Linked DNA regions of Ovis aries: region 1 is linked to region 2. A link is a contact called in public Hi-C data. All regions are on one chromosome and are shown on one strand. The core of a region is the stretch at or near the end of the contact, and the rest is flanking DNA. Distances in the headings are between cores, read along the strand shown. Region 1 overlaps LOC105603846 (a long non-coding RNA gene). Region 2 holds the start of NHLRC1 (NHL repeat containing E3 ubiquitin protein ligase 1).

Region 1 (4,795 bases), core at 2,265-4,764, 650 kb before region 2:
TATTAATCAGTAACTGCCTACGTGCTTGCCCCAGACACTGGTTTCCCTGGTGACTGATGGGAAAGCCTGACATTGATTCCCCATATAAAGGGCAGTTTCCTTGTCCCTCAAGCAGTGAAGGTTGTGATTGTGTCTTGCCTGCTCTTACTGTCTGCTGTTCACAGCGGGGTGTCACTCTACGACCTTTTGTTTCAGACACATAGAAACAGAGACCTTTTGGTTCAGACACATAGAGTAGTTGTTCACACAGCGGTTGCATCTCTGTGTCCAGTAGCAGTTGATGTCTCTGTCACTGTCTCTGGACTCTTTCTTTCGTCTAGAAGGCTCATAAGCCTGTGGCATCCAGTCCAACTACTAGCTATTACATTTAATTTTGAAAAGCATTTTTTCTTAAATATGATCTAAAGGAATAGACAAGATTGTAAAAAAAAAAATCTTTGAAGCTTCTATTCATATGGTTTCACAAAATGTACAAATTTCACCCTCCAATTCAAGGAACCTAAACCTGCAGTTATAGGTAATGCATTACGACGTGATCTTTGTAAGAATTCCAACCATGCTTTCGTGTTACATCAAAGTACTTTCAAGTGAAAATATTAGTCGCTCAGTTGTGCCCAACTCTTTACATCCCCATGGACAGTCGCCTGCCAGTCTCCTCTGTCCATGGAATTCTTCAGGCAAGAGTACTGGAGTGGGTTGCCATTCCCTTCTCCAGGGGATCTTCCTGACCCAGGTATTGAACCTGGGTCTACTGAATTGCAGGCAGGTTCTTTACCGTCTGAGCCACCAAGGAAGTCCATTTTCAAGAGAAAGTAAAACATTTATACTTTCATTTTCAAGTGAAAGTATATATAATTATTTTAGGTTGAAACAAAATATTTAGGGTATATATGCACTGTTTAAGACTCCCTAACTATTTTTACTAACTAATAATCTCCACACATGATTCATCTATTGTATTTTTAAGAAATTTTCTGACATAATCCTTAATCTATTGACCCTAAAATATGTTTCATATTTTAAATTTAAAATGAGGGTTTTTTTTTCCTCATGTGCCATTCAAAATTATAAAAATATATTTTTAAACCGCTTAAGGAGTTAGCAATTTTTTAAAAGTTGAAATATGCTATCATACATTTAACCAATGCCTGTTTGTTAGAGGTTTTGGTTATTTTCAATTTGTCAGTAAGTTATTGCAAACAATTTTACAGTCAACACCAAAATGCCAGCTTAATAGTCTTAAATTTCATCTCATAAATTCTATAAAATGAACATTTTCATTTTTACCAATGCAGGAAAGTTCAATTTCCAGAGGAATATTATGGCAATGAGCAATTGCTGATTAGTCCAGAATACTTGGAACCATTTATTTTGTTTAATTCTCCAAGAAAGGACCATTTATCCCTCTGTCCTTCTAGACATGTTGAAATCTGTACAACTTGAATGAGGGAAATCCACACAGAAAAAACAAACAAACAAACAAGCAATTACCAGCTGCAGCTGATGTAGAGAAATTCACTTGGACCTTAGTCCTTGACTTCAGGTGCTAGGGGCCTGCCAATTAGGTGCTAGAAAGAGGAACTTCTCTAGTGCAACCCTGTCTACAACAAAGCAACATCTAATTTATTCATGCTCTGGTCTTGAGGCAATTTATTGTCAATGTCAAATCATTCTATTAGATAGTCTTTTTTAATTGAACTTATTATTTTGCAATTGTAAGAAACAATACAGCGAAATACAATGTGCCCTTTATCTACTTTCCCAGGGGTAACATCCTACAAAACTGTGCTATAATACAATACCACAACCAGGATATTAACATCAATTCAATCAAGATCCAGGCTATTTCCATCACTACAAGGATGGGGCTTCCCTGGTGGTCCAATGGTTAAGACTTCGTCTTCCAACTCAGGAAGTATGGGATCCCTAGCCAGGGAGCTAAGAAGATCCCACACACCTCAGGGCAAAGAAACCAAAACATAACACAGAAGCAATACTGTAACAAATTCCATAAAGACTTTAAAAGTGGTCTACATTTTAAAAAATCTTTTAAAAAATAATAAATAAGATTATTTTATAGTTTTAAATTTGTGCGTTGAAAATCACATAACATGCACCATCTTAACATGTTTTAGTGCACAATTTGGTAATAAGTATATTCATATTGTTGTACAACGGGCTTCACTCTTGTCTTAACTGAAGTATAGTTCACTTACAGTACTATGTTATTTTCAGGTATCCAAAATAGTGATTCACTGTTTTTATAGATTCTACTCCATTTAAAGTTACTACAAAATAATGGCTGTATTTCCCTGTGCTACAATATATGCCTGTTGCTTATCTATTTCACATAGAGTTGTTTGTATCTCTTAATCCCATACCCCTTTCTTGCCCCTCCCTCATTCCTTCTCCCCATTGGTAACCACTAGGCCTGTTTTCCTTATCCGTGAGTCTGTTTAAAATATCTTTACTGTTGTTTCTTCTTACTCCAGTCTTTGAATATTAAGCATCTGCTCTTTGCCGGGCCCTGTCCTAAATACAGTGGTAGGCTAGGCATGTCACTAGCAATATGTAAGATGGGGGACCTGATTATGAAAATTTAACCTCTTGGGGAGGGGAAAGCACATGTACACATGAGACTTTCAAAACTGGATAGTATAAGTCCCAATTTCTAAAGTGGATATTTTCCAAAAGACAGATCATAGACTAATTAAACAATCCTTCTCATTTCCACTTCTTTTTTTCCCTCATCCCCTTGTCTCTATTTTTTCCTTAGACATTTAAGAAACAAAGCTTGGTGAAATTGCAAAGTGACTATCTAATTACTCTCAGTACACTAAGAACTTTTTTATTTTCTGTGAAATTTTCTTAATCACAAGGACTTTCTTTAAAAGGTTCATCCTTCTGTAGTGATTTGCTTTGGTCTGTGTCCAGCAGATGGCACCAAAGGATAGTTAATAGAAGTCAATATGCACCTCCACTGTAGACTAACAATCTATTGGAGTTTATAGCATTTTTCAGCCCTTCTACTTGATTGTATAATAATCAAAACTTTGGATGGTCTGTCTCATGAATATTTTAGCTTCTGGGTCACTATTACATTCTCCAACACATCTCTTAATTCTTGATGATTTCAATGTCCTTGTGGAAGATCCTTCCTACATCCTTCACTTCTTCATTTGGTTCCTTGACTTTCTTATGCCCCGGATCTTTTCCACTAGAGAGCTCAGAACATTTACTTTGTACTGGTCCTCTTTTCTAGCTACACACTTTTGACCTGAAACAAACAGACTACCAGACTCTCCAGCAAAAATGGGTTAAGTTGGGATCAACAGAGAATTTAAATTTGGGGTGTGCAACCATGGCAGGCCACATGCAAGCCCCCACACCACCCTGCCCCGGAGCAATGGAAGACTTTTATAAGAGGAAAAGAAAGTCGGCAGGGTTGTAGTAAACAAAGAGTCCATAGCTTTTGGCTGAGTCCTTGCCAGGAAAGGAGTCTTTTTCTTCCTGCTCGGTCAAGCATGTCCCAGGGTGAGAGAGCTCCTCCTCCAGGTTTCCCAACTCTACTTAATTGTTGTTTCTGCTTATTATTATTACTTTACAATACTCACCTTAATAGCATTCACTCTGTCTGATGGCTTTAAATACCAGCTACATGCAGAGGATCGCCAAATTTATATCTTCCTTAAGTCTAGGCTTCATTTGGCTGTGCCATCAGCATCTCAACACGTTCCAAATAGAGCTCTCTCCCTCTCAAAGCCATTCCCTTCTCCACTCCTCCCCAAACAAAACCTGACAGCATCCATGACTTCTCTCTTTCTCTCACGTTTTCTACCTGGTCCTTTAGCAGATCCTGTCAGCTCTTCTTTCAAACTATATCCAGAGTCTGATCACTTTTCACCACCTACACTAAATCCCTGTCGGAGCCAAAGCCATCTCTCACCTGAATTGTTGTCATAGCCCTCTAATTCATCTCCCTGCTTCTGCCCCCTCTCCCTTCAGTCGACTCTGAAGACAGCAGCCAGATTGACAATTCTAAAATAGGAGAGATCTTATTATCACTTTGCTACTCAACATTACAAAGTCCTCATCTCATAACCAAGTAAAAGCCAAAATAGAGGTCTACAAGGCCATGTAAGAACAGACTCCAGCCCCCACCTCACCATCCTGTTCTCTTGGATCTTCCCTTCATTCCCTCCAATCATGCTAGTCCCTCTACGTTCATCCCACCGCAGAATCTTTGTACATTTTGCTCCCTCTGCCTGGAAGGCTCCTCCCCGAGACAGCTGATTGGTCACTCTTCCCCCCGCTCCAGGTGGGACAGCCAATGAGCTTTTCCCTGGATGAAACTACAGTTTAGCCACTCCCATAATTCTCTAGCCCGCACCGAGCTTTATTCTGGGGCGGTTTATGCACACACGTGCACTCATGTATGTGCACATACACACACACACACACACATTTTATTACTCCTCTCTCCCTAGCTACAGTGTAAGACCCATATGGGAGAAGACTTGTGTCTGTTTTGTCACTGCTGAATCTTTAGGGCCAACACGGGTGCCTTGCAAGCAATTGGAAGGCAATAAAACTTGTTGAATGAGTGAATGAATGATTGATTACTTGTTAAAAACTTGTTGAATGAGTGAGTGACTGATTACTCTACATTGAATTAGTGGTTGAATCCCAGAATATTTCTCAGCTGGCCAGTCTCACCTAACCCTCGTGACATAGAGTACTTTGCCCTTTTGAAGTATGTACAAGCAGGGGCAGATCTCCAAGCCCTTGGTCAAGG
Region 2 (5,581 bases), core at 290-2,789:
CTCCTTAAAATGAGATACATAATAGAAATTACCACTGGGCCACTGAAAGGATTGAAGGGGCGAATATTCACAGATTTCTTAGCACTAGGAGTACATAATCCATCAATGGTAGATTTCATTATTATTCTTTAATAATGGCCCCTACCTTTGTTAAGTCTACCAGGCAGTTACAGTCATCTCTGTTGAATAGATAAGATTAAGTTGTTGATCCGGGGCTCAACAGGGGCGGCTCCGGGGCTTCTGGAGCAGGTCCCAGGACCCCCACCACGCCCCATCACCCCCAGTCAACCTTGTAGACTTTTACAGAATGGGCCGCGCTGTCCAGCACAAGAAGAGAACTCTCCTTAGTGAAGGTCAGCGCCACGGGATGCGAAAGACCGTGGGTGACGATGGGCTTCAGCACTGGAAACTCCTCGGGTTTGCCTAGACAGAGGACAGCCGGACTGGAAGTATCGGCAACCACCACGTTGCCCTGATGATCGAAGGCCACGGCGGAGGCGGTGATCTTGGAAGGGAAAAAGAGGCTTAGCCCAAAGGAGTCCACCTGGCCGATGAGCTGCATGCTCGCGCTGAACACCTTCACGGTAGTGCTGCTGCAGGTGCCGGGCCCCAGCGGGTGCTCGACGACCGCGATGGCCCCGGTGAGCCAGGACACCGCCACCCCCCGCGGGCGACGCAGGTGAGCCTGCAACCTTTCGGTCCTCCGGAGGACCCCTTCGGGAAAGTCGACTTCCAGGAGGTGCAGGGACCCCGCCTCCGCGTCCGTGACCAAGACCCCATTCTGCGGGGTGGTCTCCACACCCCACGGCAAGCAGAAGTGGCCTCCCAAGACGAGTTTGATCTGGCCGAAAAAGTCAAATACTTTGAGGGAGCGGTCGCCGGCGTCGGTGACGACCACGTGGCAGTCGCTGGTGACCGTGACGTCAACCGGGTACCGAAGGTCCTGGGCGGCGTCCCCCTTCTCTCCAAACTGATGCGCGCAGCCTCCCCCGGAGTCGAAGACCTTGACTCGCCTCTTACCGTCGTGCACCACCACGACCCGCCCCGTCTTGGGACACAGAGCCAGCCCGGTGGGGTTGACCAGGGTCCCCCAGCCGCCGAAGGCGTGCTGGCAGGTGAGGACCCCCGCGGCGGCGGGCGCGGCGCGCGGGGCGGCCGGGCCCGGCCGCAGCGCGGAGCCCAGGAGCTCCAGGAAGTGGAGCACCGGCAGGCAGTCGCTGGTGTCGCAGCCCCGGCAGGCCCGCCGGCAGAAGGGGCACTCGAGGGCCAGCGTCCGCGGGTGCGCCAGGGCGGCCACGCAGGCCAGGCAGACCACGTGGCCGCAGGACAGGTTGCGTGGGCGCCGCTGCTGGCGGTGGCCGAACCGCTCGAAGCACACCTTGCACTCAAGCAGGCTGGTCTCCGCCTCGCGCAGCAGCTCCCGCAGCGCCGGCCCGCTCCCAGCGGCCTCGGCCCCCATCGCGCGGCCCCCGCCCCGCACGCCCGGCCGCGCCGTCTGCCTGCAGAGCAGGACGCCGCGCCGGCGCGGCCTGGGGTCACGGCCACGGGGCGGGGCCGCTGGGCCTGACGTCCACTTTGTCCGGCCGCTCGGCCGAGACCTGCCGCCCCCTTGTGGGCGCGCGCGGCACTGTATCCGGAGAGGCGGACAGTGGATTTTAACAAGTTCTAATCCACAGAGTAGACTGCGTGCTGCAGTCCATGGGGTCGCAAAGAGTCGGACACAACTGACCGACTGAACTCAACTGAACTGATCCACAGAATACTCATTGGAAGGACTGATGCTGAAGCTGAAACTCCAATACTTTGGCCACCTGATGCGAAGAACCGACTCATTGGAAAAGATCCTGATGCTGGGAAAGATGGAAGGCGGGAAGAAAGGGGGACAACAGAGGATGAGATGGTTGGATGGCATCACTGACTCAATGGACATGAGTTTGAGTAGGCTCTGGGAGTTGGTGATGGACAGGGAAGCCTGGCGTGCTGCAGTCCATGGGGTTGCAAAGAGTCGGACACGACTGAGCAACTGAACTGAAACTGATCCACAGCCTAGACAGCGTTATTAAAAAGCAGAGACATTCCTTTGCCAACAAAGGTCCATATAGTCAAAGCTATGGCTTTTCCAGTAGTGATGTATGGATAGATGTGAGAGTTGGGCTATAAAGAAGGCTGAGCACCAAAGAATTGATGTTTTTGAACTGTGGTGTTGGAGAAGACTCTTGAGAGTCCCTTGGACTGCAAGGAGATCCAACCAGCCCATCCTAAAGGAAATCAGTCCTGAATATTCGTTGGAAGGACTGATGCTGAAGCTCCAATACTTTGGCCACCTAATGTGAAGAGATGACTCATTGGAAAAGACCCTGATGCTAGGAAAGATGAAGGCGGGAGGAGAAGGGGACGACAGAGGATGAGACGGTTGGATGGCATCACCGACTCAATGGACATGAGTTTGAGTAGGCTCTGGGAGTTGGTGATGGACGGGGAGCCTGGCGTGCAGCAGTCCATGGGGTTGCAGAGAGTTGAACGGGACTGAGTGACTGAACAACAATCCACAGCACATGGTCAGATCTGTAATCTTCACACCAATCATGGATGGAGCATCTTCCCTTTACACTTGAGGACACCTATTGAGGACAAGCAGGCTGCCCCCTGGAACCCAGCAAAGTGCCCTCTGATTTCCTGTCAGCAGCACTGGGTGCTAGGGGCTCGGGCTGGCCAGGTGTGAAACCTAGTCTCAGAGCTCATGACGCTTATGAACTATCGGGAAAACACAGATGCACGAGGGAAATTAAAACCCAAGTGGATGAAGCAGGTGCGCACATTTTCTTTTGGACCTTCTATCATTCTCATAGTAAGTAGTTGTTGTTGTTTAGTCACTAAGTCATGTCCGACTCTTTTGCAATCCCATCGACTGTAGCCTGCCAGGCTCCTGTCCGTGGGTTTACTTAGGCAAGAATATTGGATGGGCTGCCATTTCCTTCTCCCAGGGATCTTCCCAATCCAGGGATCAAACTTGTGACTCTTGCACTGGCAGGTGGATTCTTTACTACTGGCCACCAAGGAAACCCTCTCGTAGTAAAGTAGATGCTCAATGAACACTTGCAAAATGAATTTATGTAAGACATCACTTTGCCAACAAAGGTCCTAATAGTCAAAGCTATGGTTTTTCTAGTAGTCATGTATGATGTGAGAGTTGGACCATAACGAAGGCTGAGTGTTGAAGAACTGATGCTTTCAAACTGTGGTGCTGGAGAAGAGTCTTTAGAGTCCCTTGGACAGTAAGGAGCTCAAACCAGTCAATCCTAAAGGAAATCAGTCCTGAATATTCATTGGAAGGACTGATGCTGGAGCTCCAATACTTTGGCCACCTGATGCAAAGAGCCGACTCAATGGAAAAGACCCTGACACTGGGAAAGATTGAAGACAGGAGGAGAAGGGGGCAACAGAGGATGAGATGGTTGGATGGCATCACCAACTTAATGGACATGAATTTGAGCAAACGCAGGGAGATAGTAGTGAAGGACAGGGAAGCTTGGCATGCAGCAGTCCACAGGGGTCGCAAAGAGTTGGACATGACTGAGCGACTGAACAATCACAACAATGTGACTGTCATAGGACAATACATGAAATACACAGGTGAATTTGTGTCAGAGGCAAGGACCAAGGCTGGAAATGTGTTCCAGAGAAATGAATATGAAATTAGAAAGCTGATAGTTAATAATCAACTTACTGCATGCCCACCCTCTTGTAAGTGGTTTGCATAGGTTATCTTATTTAAACCACACGACAGTCTGACAGGATGTGTTATTTTCATTACCCTGTTTCTGCCATAGAGTTTGCAGAGGTTAAGTTTCTTGCCCAGGGTCACGGGGCTAGGAAGCGACCAGGCTGGGTGGGCTTTGAAGCCAGACAGTTTTCAGAGCCCACGTTCTTAACTATCCCAGTCATTTTCAATTTTGGTTGCACATGGCAAATACCTGGGTCTCATCCTCCAATGATTAATCTGTCCAGGGTGTGGTCTGGCAGCTGGGATGTTTTATTTTTATTTGGTTGCACTGGGTCTTACTTCTGGCATGTGGGATCTAGTTTCCCCACCAGGGATCGAGCCCAGTTCCCCTGCATTGGGAGTGTGGAGTCTCAGCCACTGGTCCACCAGGGAAGTCCTTGGGCAGCTGGGATTTTTTTAAAGTTCCCTTCGAGCTTATCACGTACAGCCAAGTTTGAGAACCAGTGATACAAAAGTCCCTCAAATGACATCAAGTTAAATTCTTTCAACTTCAATCAATATGGAAAACATAGAGAATATACAATATGTTAAAAAAAAATCTTCAAACAGGAGGTAACATAGTCTGTCAGGAATTACTGTGGAACTACAAGCAATCACTTTCAGGAATTCTCCCCTCAATGTCTGCATGAACATTGTCTTTGGTAAAATCACTTATCAGATCATTTCTCCTCATTTAGAGATAATTACCATGATCATTCACCCTCTTATTTGCTAGACTTCTGAGAAAACAGGAAATCTTTATCCCATTAAATCCCCTGGAGGAAGATTTAATGTAAGATAAGAAAGAACATTTTCCTACCATTACAAGAGTCAAAGATTATCTGTGTATTGGGACATAGTAATCAACTCAATATTATAATTTCAGACTATAATACATTTTCATTCCAAATAGAAATTGCTTTCTGCAGTAATCCTTAAGAAAAAACACTCAGGAAACCTAAATTTCCACCTAAAAGTGGAATGTTTTTAGAATTAATGTTATCTAATAGAAATATAATAAGAGCCATGTATATAATATTAAAATTTCCAGTAGGCACATTTTAAAAAGGAAAAGAAGCTAGTGAAATGAGCTTAATTGGATATGCATATTTTATTTAATCCAAAATATCCAAAATGCTATCCTTATGACATATAATCACTGTAAAAATTATTGAGATATTTTACACTTTCTGTTTTATTAGCACTAGTCCAGTGTGTATTTTAAATTTATAGCACATCTTTTTTCAGTTTAGTAACCCCATGCAGCGAGTGATTACGGCGGAGGAACAGTTAGACCTCTAGTTAAGAGATCTAGACCAAGTCTCTGGTATATTACCTTCTCAAGATGCTTTCCAGACGGATTTCGTGGATGTTTGATGTGCCTTTAACTTGTCTCTGCTCCCACATTGTTTTAGAACGAATCCAAAGACCACCACCCCAGCCCTGCCACTCACTGCTGACTGTGACGGGCAACTCCGCTTGGGGAAGAGCCTGCCTTCTTCTTGATCCTGTGCTGCCCTCGCGTGGCAACCGGCGGCACTGCGCCAAGAGGTTGACGGTGTTCAGCGAGGTAAATCCAGATAAACCTGCAAGAAATCCGCGTTCTTTAAGAATGTTCACAATAATCGGTCTATCACTTGTCCTAGTAGACAGTACAGTGGTTCCGGAAGGCACCGTGGCACATACACACACAATCGACCCTAACCATTTGCTGTCAAGACTCTAATCGGTAAAGTATGGAAATCTAACTTCGTGGCATTTGATTGAGAGCTGAGGCCTTCTCAGTGACACAAAGCTTCAGAACTAAAAACGTGTAGG

The links. A called contact is a pair of places that touch in the nucleus more often than the background predicts.
Region 1: a Hi-C map of liver shows a contact between it and region 2, with 14 times the contacts expected there. The contact joins the enhancer-like site here to the promoter of NHLRC1 in region 2. A contact is called at or near these places in 7 of 16 Hi-C or Micro-C datasets (hypothalamus, liver, muscle and 3 more).

The regions. Positions count from the first base shown.
Region 1 is chr20:39,370,755-39,375,549 of ARS-UI_Ramb_v3.0, reverse strand. All of the region lies in intron 3 of LOC105603846 (a long non-coding RNA gene), which reads right to left. Among named protein-coding and RNA genes, the nearest start is that of STMND1, 35 kb to the left of the region's middle. Within about 2 kb of position 3,514, at least 3 of the 54 cell types and tissues checked have an H3K27ac peak or open chromatin away from gene starts, as enhancers often do. A contact at or near this core is called in liver, where this site is marked.
Region 2 is chr20:38,720,039-38,725,619 of ARS-UI_Ramb_v3.0, reverse strand. It overlaps NHLRC1 (NHL repeat containing E3 ubiquitin protein ligase 1), which reads right to left and starts at 1,539. Exons shown (of 1, transcript XM_027958731.3): 1 at 1-1,539. The coding sequence starts at 1,459. The coding sequence ends at 275.